2 separate regions of the Manis pentadactyla genome follow, and region 1 is linked to region 2. A link is a contact called in public Hi-C data. All regions are on one chromosome and are shown on one strand. Each heading gives the region's core, a stretch centred on a gene start, on an enhancer-like site or on the middle of the called end of the contact. The rest is flanking DNA. Distances are from core to core; before and after follow the strand shown.

Region 1 (6,217 bases), core at 3,189-5,688, 330 kb after region 2:
GTTCCTTGGTTCATGGTGTTCCTAGGCCAAGAGGAATGCCTGATAGTTCTGTTTTTTAAATAGTTAGGTCCAAAAAACTTAATAAATATTTATATCCTAACAACTTAGTAGCCATTTGAAAAAAAATACACATATAATGAAAAGGAAAATACTTATATTTTTATCTCATTCTTAAAAAACTATAATAAATAACTCAATTGAGTTCTTAAATAACTTAAATACTTACTAATTCTTAAATACTATGGTTACTTACCCTGGGACACCGTGGGGACAGGGTGATTACTTTGGGGCACTGCACAATTTCTCAGACCTTGGAATCAGATTGGGCACTGCCACATTTCCTCTTCACATATTTTCATGCAGTACCTGCTTTTTATTATGGCAATTCTGTAAAACCCACCTTGCAAAGATATGATGTCATTGAAAGGGATGTAGAGCCATATAATATTAAAACTGAACTGCTATCAGCTAGTAATTCACACAGTGTCTGACCAACAGTAAGTATCCCTATATTTCCCTTAAAAATTTAAAATATCTTCCAGTCCCTCTGTTAGTTCACTGTGGCTTTCTGGGGTGTCCTGGTACACAATCTGGGAAGTGCAGGTTTATTTAACAAGAAGTTTGGAGTAGTTGGTCTGAGGTTAGTCTGGTGGCTTGATGATGTCACCAAGTGATGCTGGGGTTCTTGTTCACAGGGTCAAAGAATGAACTTCGCAAACACTCAAGGTAGGAGAGCAAAAGAGAGGCTTTTATTTAGAGATAAAGCAAGAGGACAGAGCTCCTGGCTCTTGCCAGGAGGGGATGAGAGACCCCTGGGATGGTGCATTGTTTAGGGGTTTCATAGGCTGTTGAGAGACAAAGGGCTAGGGATGTACACCTGCTAAGTGGTCCCAAATTGTTTATCTTTGAAGAGACATTAAGTTTCTTATTAGTCTTCCGAGTTGTTTACAAGAAACTTACTGCTCTGATTTCCTCCCAGGATAGCAGCGTCCTGGTCAAGACTGCCTGCTTTGCTCCCATGGTGGGCTGAGTTATTTGTCTGTTTGTTAAAGAGTATGTTAAGAAACCTACTTTTTAACTAACTGGGCTTTTAGAGTGCAATTTTATATTCAAGATGGAATCCTTCCTGTTTTTAATAGTTTGTTTAGGGCTTGCTTGCTACATTGCCCAGGTTGCAAATCATTTGTTTAGGGCTGGAGGAAGAAAAGCAGCACTGGATGAAGTCAGAAAAACAAGCTGGACCCCCAACAGGCCAAAGCAAATCCCGCAATGGATTATCTTGCTTTGTTTTTTCCAAAGGCCCTCACCCTAGTCTGTCTAAGCCCATGGTCCCTGTCTCACAAGGATATACCCTTTTGGCAAGTTGCACCTTGGGGTCGCAAAATTGCTGCATGGCACCAGCATCATGTTCTTGCACAATTATGCAGCCATCAGTGCAAGAAAGGAAGGAAGGTGGTATGGCAGGATAAAATTCTACCTGCCTTTAAACTCCATCTGGACCTGGTGGTGAATGGCAGACAGGTACCTATCGATGCAGAGACGTCTTAAATTATCGCCATCAAACAGAGATACAAATTAGAGATCTTGTCAACCAGTCAACCAGTGCTGGGATTGGAAAGCCTAAAAAAGTTTGCCGGTCAAACAATTGCTTACTTAGGAAGATACTATCTCCTCAGTTCACCAGTTATTCTACTGGTTAAAGGGAGATAGTACATTGTGTATGGAGACATCGGGCCATGCAAGAATTCTTGGGTTGTGGAAATGTGTTGTTTTGCCTGAATGACACTTATTGTTTCTCTGGAAAGCCACTGGTTTTGGATGTACTGAGTTTAATCCTGGCTCTAGTGAGGGGGGTGGTCACTGCCAGGACCTGGCAGACTGATATCTAGTTGGCCCAGGAGTTGGGGATAACATATACCTGATCTGAGATTTGAACAAGGAATATAATTTGGTCAAAAGGGCAAAAGAGAACTCCGAATAGAGGGAACGGCTTGGGTATGACTATCATGTGGGTGACATGGAGGCGTGACTAGGATGTGAGCAGTGAATCAATATTTATTATGTGAAGCCGGTGAAATGCTGGGGTGATCTGTTACATCGGTTAGCCTGCTCTGACCAGTACAAACCACGATAGCTGCTATTTACCAGGCACTTGCTCTGAACTGGGCACACTGATTGTCTCTCCACACAACAACCCTGCGGGGATGGATACCATCAATAACCCACTTTTCTGGAAGAGGACACAGGCTGAGAGAGCAGCCCACAGGTAAAGGCAGAGAAACCTGGTCACCGAACCTGGACCCAAGTGCCCAATTATGCCCTGCTGGCTCCCAGTAGTAAAGGAATGGATTCAAATTGAGTGGGGCAAAGAGGTCAGATAAGGAAGTATCACAGTAATAGCAGCTGGGAGTTCCTGCCTGTGAAATGGGAAAATCATAGACTATCACCACTGTTGAGATCATGCATGTGAGGTGCCCAGTGTAGGGCCTTGCACCTAGCAGATGTGTAATAAATGTTTGATTTTTTTTTTCAAGAGACCAAGCAAGAACTAATAAAGGCCTGGGTGAAAACAGGACAGAAATATTCCAGAAGCAGCACCTGGCAGGACTTGGGCAAAGCACGAGGCAGATGGGGAGTTGAGGGTTGAACAATTATGTTGCCACTTGCAGGGACACAGGGAGGAGGGTATTAGTTACATTGTGTACGAGGCGCTGTGGGGACGCAGGAGGGAGAGAGCAGGTCTCTACCAGTGAAGCATTGAGCCGTCTGTCCAGCTGCGATGCATCCACTTGTGTCCTGCAGCAGATACTTTTTTAATCTGCTTGGGCAAATTCTTCAACTTCCTTGTGACTTGTTTTTATCATCTGAAAATGGGGGTATGCAGTGACGGGACTTATCAGGTTGTTAGTATAGTTAGAGTGCTTAACACAGCATTAGATATGTGGTAGGAATGGATAGTCAATATATGGTAGAAATTTTCATTAAAATGCTCTTATCCTTGACATTATTTCTCTATCTCTGTCTATACAAAAGTCAGATAATAGTTATGAAAACTGAATAGAATTCTTGCCTGTCTTGTTCACTGCTACATTTCTAGCCATCTAGAACGTGGCTGGTCTACAGCAGGTGCTAAACATTTGTTGAATGTATGAACAAGGAAACCTCTCCCTCCCTCCCTTCCTTCTTCCCATCCATCCAGCCATCTGCCTGTCCTTCCTTCCATCTGTCCATCCATCCATGTGCCCATTAGAAAGGCAATGGGGTGGAGTGGCTGAACCCACAAGTTTGTTCTTTGTCTTCAATTGTGATAAAATATACCTAACATTAAATTTACCATTTTAAGCATTTTCAAGTGTATAGTTCAGCGGCATTAAGTACAGCCACATTGCTGTGAAACCATCTATCTCCAGAACTTTTCATCTTCCCAAACTGCAGCTCTCTACCATTAAACAGTAACTTCCCATTATGTCCCCTCCCGCCCCTGACAACTGCCATTCTATCTTCTATCATCTATGAATTTGACAATGCTAGGAACCTCATGTAAGTGGAATCATACAGTATTTGTCCTTTTGTGACTTAGCCCACAAGTTTGGCAATCACAAGGACTGTGAGATCCTGGGAAACTTCACTTTCCTAAATCTCTGCTTCCTCACCTGTAAAATGGCTATAATAACAGCACCTGCCTCCTAGGGTTACTGTGAGGTTCAAATGAGATAATACATTTAATACAAGATACTTAGCCCAGTGCCTGCTATGTAGAAAGTGCTCAATAGATATTTGTAACCCATAAAGATATTCTCTAAATAGACACTGGAAGTGTGCACTTGTCTCATGCCTGTGCAATGACCCCAGTATCACTGTCATCCACAATTCACAGTGGAGAAAACTAAGGTGCAGAGAGGTAAGCAACACACTTGGGGTTACAGCGCTAGTTCACGGAGGAGTTGGGATCAAACTCCAGGCAGCCTGTTTCCAGAGTCCAGGGGCTTACCACAGCTCCACGTTTCCTCTGCCCATGGTCTTCTGTCTACACACTGTCTTGGATCAGGCTAAAGGGGAGTGAGTGGGGGGTGTTGAGGCCTCAGATACAAGGACACGTCCGTGGGCATCAGTGGAGAAATCACTGAAGATGAGACTGCTGTTATGACCATGTGTGTCCCAACCCAGCGGGCTCCTTCTCACGTCTGCCTACCGTGAGGGTCTCCTATGGGCCCTTGTGGGGGTCACGGGTCACTGGGGACTGGGCTCTCCCGGGCACTCCCAGTCAACAGCTGAACTTCTCCCCTTGTTGGCAGAAAGCTTGCAATGCCTGACTATCCCCTGCCCTGCCCGGCTGAGGTAAAAAAAAATCTTTCCTCTTGTGAGCCTCTGGGCCACCTCCCACCCCGCTTTATTGCTCTGTTCTCAAGCCTCCTCAGCCCTTTAAAAGGAGCAGAGACTGGGGGATCAGCAGCCCCAGGTAGGAGACAGGGTCCAGGAGAGCAGGTGCAGGTTTCCCAGCCAGTTCAGGCAAGAGCCCAGGTCCTGGGCCACCTCAGCCCTGATGTCTGCAGAGGTGAGTTTGTGCTGGTCTTGTCCCCTGCAGCCTGGAGTGATTCAAGACGGTGTCATGGGGGCTTCCTTCTGGGCTTCTGTTCCACCTGCATCCACTCTCCCTTTCTCCTACTGCAGGTGGATGTGCCCGTGTGTGACCCTGAATTTGGCAGCAACAAGGTGAAGGAGCCAAGCATGGGGGGCAGGTGGTGCGGTTCCTGGTATGAGCGGTTTGTGCAGCCGTGTCTTGTTGAACTGCTGGGCTCTGCCCTCTTCATCTTCATTGGATGCCTGTCAGTCATCGAGAACGGGCAGGACACAGGGCAGCTGCAGCCAGCCCTGGCCCACGGGCTGGCCCTGGGCCTCATCATCGCCTCGCTGGGGAGTATCAGGTGAGCATGCAGGTGAGCAGCCACGGGGTCGGGGCACAGAGCTGTCCGCAGTGAGTGTGGGGAGCATACTCAGGATTCCCAGAGCCCTGTGGATAGTTCACCTGGGGTGTTGGACCACCTGGTTCAAATCCTGTCTCTGCACGTAGGTTACTCTCCAAATGCAAACCTCCCACCTGTAAAATGGAAATGGTGGAGTACTTCTGTAACTATTTTTTCTGAATACATGTATCTTGCAACCCATGTACCAGCACCATTCTAAGCAATTTACAGATATTAACTAATTTAATCCCCACAACAACCCCCAGTGGATCATGCTATTATGTCCACTTCCCAGCTGTGCTGGAGAAAGGCCATGAGGCTTGCCCAGGTTATGTGATCAGTGACCAGCCCTAAGGCTGACTCTCTCAGAAGAGGCGCCTGGCCAGGTGATCTAAGACATACCCGTTCTGTATTGAATCTCACTCAGAAAATAGATCTCAATAGGGAAATTGAAGTGCTGTTCCCTAGAAAAGCAGAATGGTAAGAGAACGTTAACTTCCCTCTTTAAATGTCTCAGGGAGGTGGTGTCTTCCCATGGGTCTGGAGTTGAATGCAGACTTGTCACTTCCTAGCTAGGTGACCAGGGCAAGTAGCTGAACCCTTCTGTGTGCAGTGGTGTAAGTGGGGATGGTAATAACAGTGATATTTATTGAGGAGTAACTGTATGCCAATACCAGCTATATACATAATACTGTATAGTACTCTTATTAAGCCATTCCATCTTTGCAACAGCTTTATGAGGCATGGATCATTGAGGCACAGAGAGGTTATACAACTTGCCCAAGGTCACACAGCTATTCAGTGGCAGAGATGGGTTTTGAACCCAGGTCAGTCGGCTGGAGAGACCATCTATTATGCACGGCGGGAGAATACTTCTCTATAATACCAACCTTTTATTCAATCATTTGTTTTTTTAATAAATACTTACTTGGCACTTACTTGCGCCAGGAATTGACTAGGGGCTTGTTGACTGGATCCAAGATAAGGCACAGGAAGCAGCCAGCACAGCATCTGGCGCATAGTTCAGTCATTTGTTGAGCGAATGATGAATGAATAAACCAAGAAAGTGTTTTGATTGTTTTATTGCTAATGAGTGTGAGGTTAGTCTCAGGAACATGTGCGGCATTCTAGACAATCCAGCCCTCTCCGGCCGAGCTGTGCGGGGATACCAGCCGCTCTCCCTGTTTGGGCTGGGGGCTGTGGTGGAGAGGCCGATGGCCTGAGGGCCCGACCTGTGCCGTCTCCTGGGGGGC
Region 2 (6,472 bases), core at 2,038-4,537:
ATAAAGGTTCATCTCCAGATCAATGGGTAATTACCTGGGCAACTGAGGGCTTATCTGAACCTGAGAGGGGAGGGCTGGTTGGCTTCTGCTGGAGCAGGAGAGAGAAACGGCCCTGGACTGCAGTTTGTAAGCAATAAATGGGTTTTAAACTTTATTTCTCCCTTTGACTGATTTCGGTTTTAGAAGTATTTTGCCTCTTCCTGGACTTACAAGGAGCAAGAACTCATTGCTGTTACATTCTCTCCCATTTTATTGAGATGTAATTTGCATACAATCAAATGCACAAATCTTAATCATTCAGTCTAATGGGCTTGAACGATTGCATATACCCAAATGATTACCACCCAAGTTAAGATGACATTTCCATCACCCCAGAAAGTGCCCCTGGTCCCCTTCTCGTCATTTCCTGTCTCCCATTCTGTGATCTGTCACCTGTCTCCTTTCTGGAATCTCACAGAAATGGAATTGTACGGTATGTACTCCTTCATGTCTGGCTTCTTTGGCTCAGCATGATGTTTCTGAGATTCATCCATGGCATTTGTTCCTACTGAAGATTGCTATACTTTCTGTGGGGTATGAAGGCAGCAGCAATGGCTTGTCCGTGCACCTGTCAATGGATGTGGAGTTTCCACATTGGTGCTATCATGAGCAAGGCTGTGTGTGATGCACATTTGTGTACAAGTCTTGGTGGGAACATAAGTTTTCATTTCTCTTGATAAATACCTAAGAATGGAATTGATGGCCTGTAGGGTAAGGGTATGTTAACTTTGTAAGAAACCTCCAAAAAGTTCTCCAAAGTGGCTGTGCCATGTTCTGTCCTATTCTTCATAGCACTAAGGTAGGGCAGGGGCCTGGGATGAACTTTTCCTGCCTATGATGAGAAATGCTGAGATGTAAACAGTATGGTAAGAACAGGAGGGACCCCATCTTAAGGCTGAGATTCCATTTTAATAAGCAGAGAGTTGCTAAGTAAGATTCCTAACATAGTCTCTGGTAATCACACAATAACCCAGCAGCCTACCTTCAGGAGGGGCAAGCAGCCTTAACTGATACGTCCCCACTGCTTGAGGGTAACCACTACCTTGGAGAAGAACAGGATAAACAAATCCCTTGTGCTGGGTTTATTTAGCAGAATCAGCTGGAGGACTGACAATAAAGGAAAGGAGACACGGTGTCTCTCACTAGAGATAAGCACCTTGAGACCACAAGCACCTTGAGATAAGTCAAGCCTACGCCCAACAACTCCTTTCTCAAAGAGTGTTTTTTGCCCCCTTCTTCAAAGCTTTAGAAGACAGAATCCCCAGCCTTTCAGTGCGCCTCCTCTCTGAGGACGCTTCCCTTTCCTTCCCTTAAGTGCATACTTTCAAATACAGCTGCCTCACTGCTCACATTATTTCAGTTTTTCTCTTTGTTATTTTAGTTTATTTCCAAGCCTTCACTCTGTCTCCACTTTGCTCCTAATAAGTAGGAAGGGGCTGCTAAGAGCTCAGATTTGGGCCTGCGTGTTTCCATTGCCTGGGTGACCCCGACAGAACTGCTGCTGTGCAATCTGCTCTCAGTAGCCTACCTGAAAATCTCCTTTCCTTGGGAAGTTCTCAGAACATAATCTCACTCCATCCTGTGCTCCGCGGCTCCCCCAAATCCTGGGGTGGTTGGGATTAGACCCCATGCTGTGCCGATCTAAGCAGACACCGGACTCCAGGTGACCCTGGTGGCGAGATGATCTGCCGTAGGCCAAGGGCTTCCCCTCTTTCCCTCTGCACTCCTGCTCTCTGCTGCCTGCAGGGCAGCCGCCATTCCCTGCTGCTCTCGCTTTAATGAACTCCTCCCTTACCTACACTCCTCTGACCTGCTCGAGAATTCTTTCTCACGCAGTCAAGAACCCTCCCCTGTCCAGGCTGAGGTTCTCCTAGCGCTTCACCTAGTGTGCAGGGAGAGACCCCCCCAGATTCTGCCCAGCAACAGCACCATGAGGGTAGAAATCCCTGACAGAGAACCTGTCAGAGGTTATAAGCCAGTGGTCACTGGGCCACATCCGGCCCTCGCAGATTAATAATCATGAGACTTTGTACAAAATTCTGGACTTCTTATTTTTCTAGAACAATTGGAAGGTCCAATCCCACTGGGCCTGTGTCCCCACGGTTAGAGCTGAGTCATGGCTGTCCCTTTCAGCTGGGACACATGCACTCTAGTCACCCGCAGCCCCACCTGCCTGTCTCACTCACCGACATGCCTCCTCTCCAAGCACTGTGACCCTGGAACATGCCCGTGGCCCCCTGGACATGCCCCAAGCAGTCAGGCCCAGATCCCCAGCTGGTGGAACACTGTACCCTCCATGTCACCCTGCTGCCTCCCAGGTATCATCGCAGTCTTGTGCCATCTGTTCCCTGACCCAAGGTCTGTCCCCCTTCTCCAATCCCAGCTACTCCTTCTGTACATCTGTGCCCCCCACCCCGGCCCTGGGCATGCCACTACCCTGTGGGCCCTTGTTCATGCTGTTATCAGTCCAAATGCTGGTCTTTGCACATCTGGGCCCCCCTTCTTCCAGAGGGACACATCTCTCAGCCACTCTCCATGGCTCCTCTGGGTTCTAATCCTGCCTTTGCTGCATACAGCTGGGTTGCTTGGGGCCAGTTCCCCACCCTGTGTCCTCATCAGTAAAATGGGGATAGTCATAGCATCCGTCTTAGAGGTCCGTCAGGAAGACCAATGAGCTCAGACAGAAGCGGAAGCCCTCAGAGCAGAGTTTGGTACATATTCATTATCACTGTTTGGTGCCAAGGCTGCACCCCAGGGCCCAGGCTGACCAAATGAAGTAAAGACGTTGGGTCTGCAGTGAGAGGGGGTGGCCATGCCTCTGCTCCAGCCAGGGGCTGTCCTGTGGCCATGTGGGCCTGCTGTGGCCAGATCTTCAGGATGTTCTAGTAACTAAACAGTGTTTTGTGTGCTTTAAGCCTCCAGGGAAAGCCTTCTGCTGTCTCCCACGCCTGCCCTGGGGTCGTGAGCCAGACTTGCGCTCCTGTCTGTGGGTCGGTCACTCCTGACAGCACCTCTGGGCTCCAGACCCTGGGGTCCACCTTGCCCTGCCATGGTCTGGAAGGCACACAGGAAAAGGGGCTGAACAAAGGGTGGTCACTATTCCTGCTGCAGCAGCAGCAAGGCCACGTCAGAGAGTGCCCTCCTGGGACTCTCCCTCTGCCCCTGCCTCCCTGCCAGCGTCTCCCCTCCCCCTTCCCCCAGCTCGTCCCCAGCCCGCCCCGCTGGCGTGGAGGCGGGCCAGTGGAGGAGTGGTGAGTGAGTAGGACTGTGCCCGTGGCTCCCGAGGCCCCCTCTCCCTCCCGGCCATGGGCCTCTGAGCAGGTGAGGGCCCTGATGGGGGCCATGTGGGGGAGCTCAGGGCATGCCATCTGCCCCACAGGGGCATGCTCAGAGTTCAAGTTCAAGGGTTCAGGGCTGGGCTCAGCCTCTCTTCTGCTCCTGGGGAGATCATTCATGCTTCCTCTAATCCGTGCTGCAACCGAGACTGGAATTTGGAGTTTGACCAGCGAGGAGGCTGTCAGCACCATGCCGTGCAGGAGGTAGGGCCACCACCATCCTCACTGTGGCTGCGAGGCGAGAGGGGCCCAGGTGTCTCCCTTCTCAGAGCCATCTCTGCCTCCTGCTGCCTTGAAGCCATCGACGGGCTCCAGGGCAGGTAGGCCCTGTATCCAGGGGAAGGTAAGACTCCCTACCTCCACCTCAACCTGACACCCATTCTCCAAACTGGGAAAGCTGGTCTGGTGCCAGCAGGAAGGACTCTAGCTGTGAGCCATGGTGGGGATCTAGGGCGACACCAGGCACACGGTGTCTTTTGAGGGGGTGGATACAGCCAGTGGCACCAGTGTGATCCCAGCTCTTCCACTTAGTAAGTTCAGGACATTGGCTGATCGTTTTGCCTCCTTGAGCCTTAAGCTCCTCATCTGCCAAATGGGAACATGAATCTCAGCCCAGCCCAGTTCCCAGGTGTGGTGTACTCACATGGACCCAAAGAGATAATGTAATGAAAATATCTGTACAAACAGCAAAAAACTAGAGGGACATATCAGCATGATTGCAGTGGCTGTCACAATGTGCAGGGGTACAGAGTAACGGTTCTGGAAACGCCACATTTGTTATACAAATGTTTATTGAGTGCCTGCTTTGGGGACACTACATGAGCAAGATGGACATGGTCCCCACCTTCATGGAGCTTACAGTGTAGTGAGGACAGGCAGTAAGAGACTCGTACAAATCCAATGTCACGCTTCATTCAGTGGTGATGCAAAGTCCTGTTTGCTATGATGGCAGATGACTTAAGGACCCAATTTAGATTGAGGCCAAGAGAAAGCCCCTTAGGGGGTGTGGCAGCAGGGTGACATCTGAGGGGTGAGGAGGAGTTCATCAAGCCAAGTGCATAGAAAAGCATTCTAGGCAGAGGGAATAGAATGGCAAAGAACCTGAGTCCAAAAATAGTGCCCAAGGAACAGAAAGGTGGGTGCTGTGATGGCCCTGGGGTCGCACCAGAGTACATGTGCACAGAAAGGGTCTGATCTGATCTCTGTTCTAGTTTCCATGGGAGGGGTGGACTAGAAGGAACCAAGAGTGTCAGCATGGCAATGTGGGAAGTTCTTCCTCTAGTCTAGACAGAGGTGATGGTGGATTTGACAAAAGTGAAAGAATTAAGTGAGGGAAAATGGATAGTTTCAAGCTATGCTTTGGAAGTAGAATAGACTAGATCTAGGGGTCCATAGATTCTGGGAGCTGAGGAAGAAACACTATAGATTCTTTGGTGCATGTTTGCATGGCACAGCACCCGTGGTGTTGGGCACATAGTAGGTGCTCATAGATCACTTGATGAATGAGTGAATGAATGAATGCACAACTTAAGGCTGGCCCTCAGCTTTCTGGCACGAGCAGCAAGGCGGCTGCCGTTGCTATTTAGTGAAACAAGGAGGTCTGGAAGCTGTTGAAGTGTGACCTCTGCTCTGTATTTGGTACAGTTGACATGCCGCCCTGGCCTTTGGGTGCACAGATCTGGGGTTCCCAAGGTGCTCCTGTGATGTCTGTTCTCTCTAGAATCAGGAGGCAAGGTCATGACTGAAGGGGCAATTCGGGCGGAGAATCCTCCACTCACATCTGTTTACCTTCCATGGACTGTTTGGGAAAAGCTGCCTTATGGTGTCTAGAATTTCTTCCCTCCTTACTAGGGCTGTGGCTCCTCCTAATGCGATGGGGACAGTCCCGGCCTCTGCTTCAGCCCCAAGACCCCCGGAATCTGTCCTCTTGTCTCTTTTTCTAGAGACACACTCCTAAAGAACCCCAGAGTACCCACTGGCCTTCCACAGTTCTGGGTCCTGACGGTGCCTCTCTGCCTTGCAGACCTGGCCGCCTCCGTCCGGTTGGGCAGCTTCCCCCAGCAGCGTCGGGCATCGTGAGCTTGAGCCAGCCCCAAGCCCAGCTTGTGGCTGTGGGCTGAGCCGTTTCCTCCACTGCAGGCGAGCACAGAAGAGTGGCAGGAAAGAGGGTGAGTAGCTGCCGTCCTGGAAGGTGTGGCCAGTGCCTGCCCTTGATGTCACCTCTGGAAATTTTCCCTGCCAAGGGTCCACGTGCGGAGCAGCGTTAAGAGCTCATAGGTTAAGCCTGGGTTGGAGCCCTGGTTCAGTCATTTACCAGCAGAGTGACCTTGTGCTCAGGCCTCGGCTTTATTTTCACCTCTTCAGTGGGGTTAATCAGAGACTGACCTATTAGGGGCACCATGTGTTTAAACTGAGATTCACACACACCCAGTATTCTGGGCCTAATCATGTTATGTAATGAGCTGGCTTTATGCTTTGAACAAACCTGTGCCATGAGTCTGATTATTGCCCCCACTTCACAGATGGGAAAACTGAGCCTCAGAAAGGCCACTTGCCCAAGATCCCAGAGTTAATAAGAGGTAGAGACAGGATTCGAACTGGGCAACACAGTTATAATGTCTTCACCCCTTTTATCCTGACACATCCACTTCCTAGAGATTTGTTGCCTATAATTAAAATGTCTGAGCAGATGGTCACTGACATTTTTGGTCAGTGGGGTGTCCTTCCCTGGCCTGTCTGTCTGTGGGTATCTCTCATTCTCTGTCCCCACTAATGTGTTTGATGCCACACAGTTGGTGCCTAAAGAAATGTTTATGGAAAAGAGGAGAGAGAATGGGAGTGGGGATGGTGAGGCAGGGGAGGCGGGAGGAAAGGGAGGGTGGCAGGGAGGAGAGGCAGCCTACTGTCCCCCGCCGTGGATGCGCACGCAGAAGCCAGCCTCACGGACCAAGTGTAGCAGAGACAGTCAGAGTCCCCACGTCCCCTGCACACACGTTGCTCAGTCTTTTCCTCACACTGGGGCGTGGAAAATTCCCACATCTGCTGTGGCAAATTATGTAACCGGCCAAAAGGGAAGAAGAAAAAGGGTGAGCAGCCTC

What was found. A called contact is a pair of places that touch in the nucleus more often than the background predicts.
Region 1: a contact with region 2 is called in a Hi-C map of fibroblasts, with 5 times the contacts expected there. The contact joins the promoter of AQP8 here to the promoter of SLC5A11 in region 2. A contact is called at or near these places in 2 of 3 Hi-C or Micro-C datasets (fibroblasts and skin fibroblasts).

What each region holds. Positions count from the first base shown.
Region 1 is chr10:79,915,832-79,922,048 of mManPen7.hap1, forward strand. AQP8 (aquaporin 8) reads left to right here and starts at 4,439. Exons shown (of 6, transcript XM_036916903.2): 1 at 4,439-4,555; 2 at 4,672-4,925. The coding sequence starts at 4,544.
Region 2 is chr10:79,583,905-79,590,376 of mManPen7.hap1, forward strand. SLC5A11 (solute carrier family 5 member 11) reads left to right here and starts at 3,288. Exons shown (of 17, transcript XM_036916916.2): 1 at 3,288-3,717; 2 at 5,398-5,542.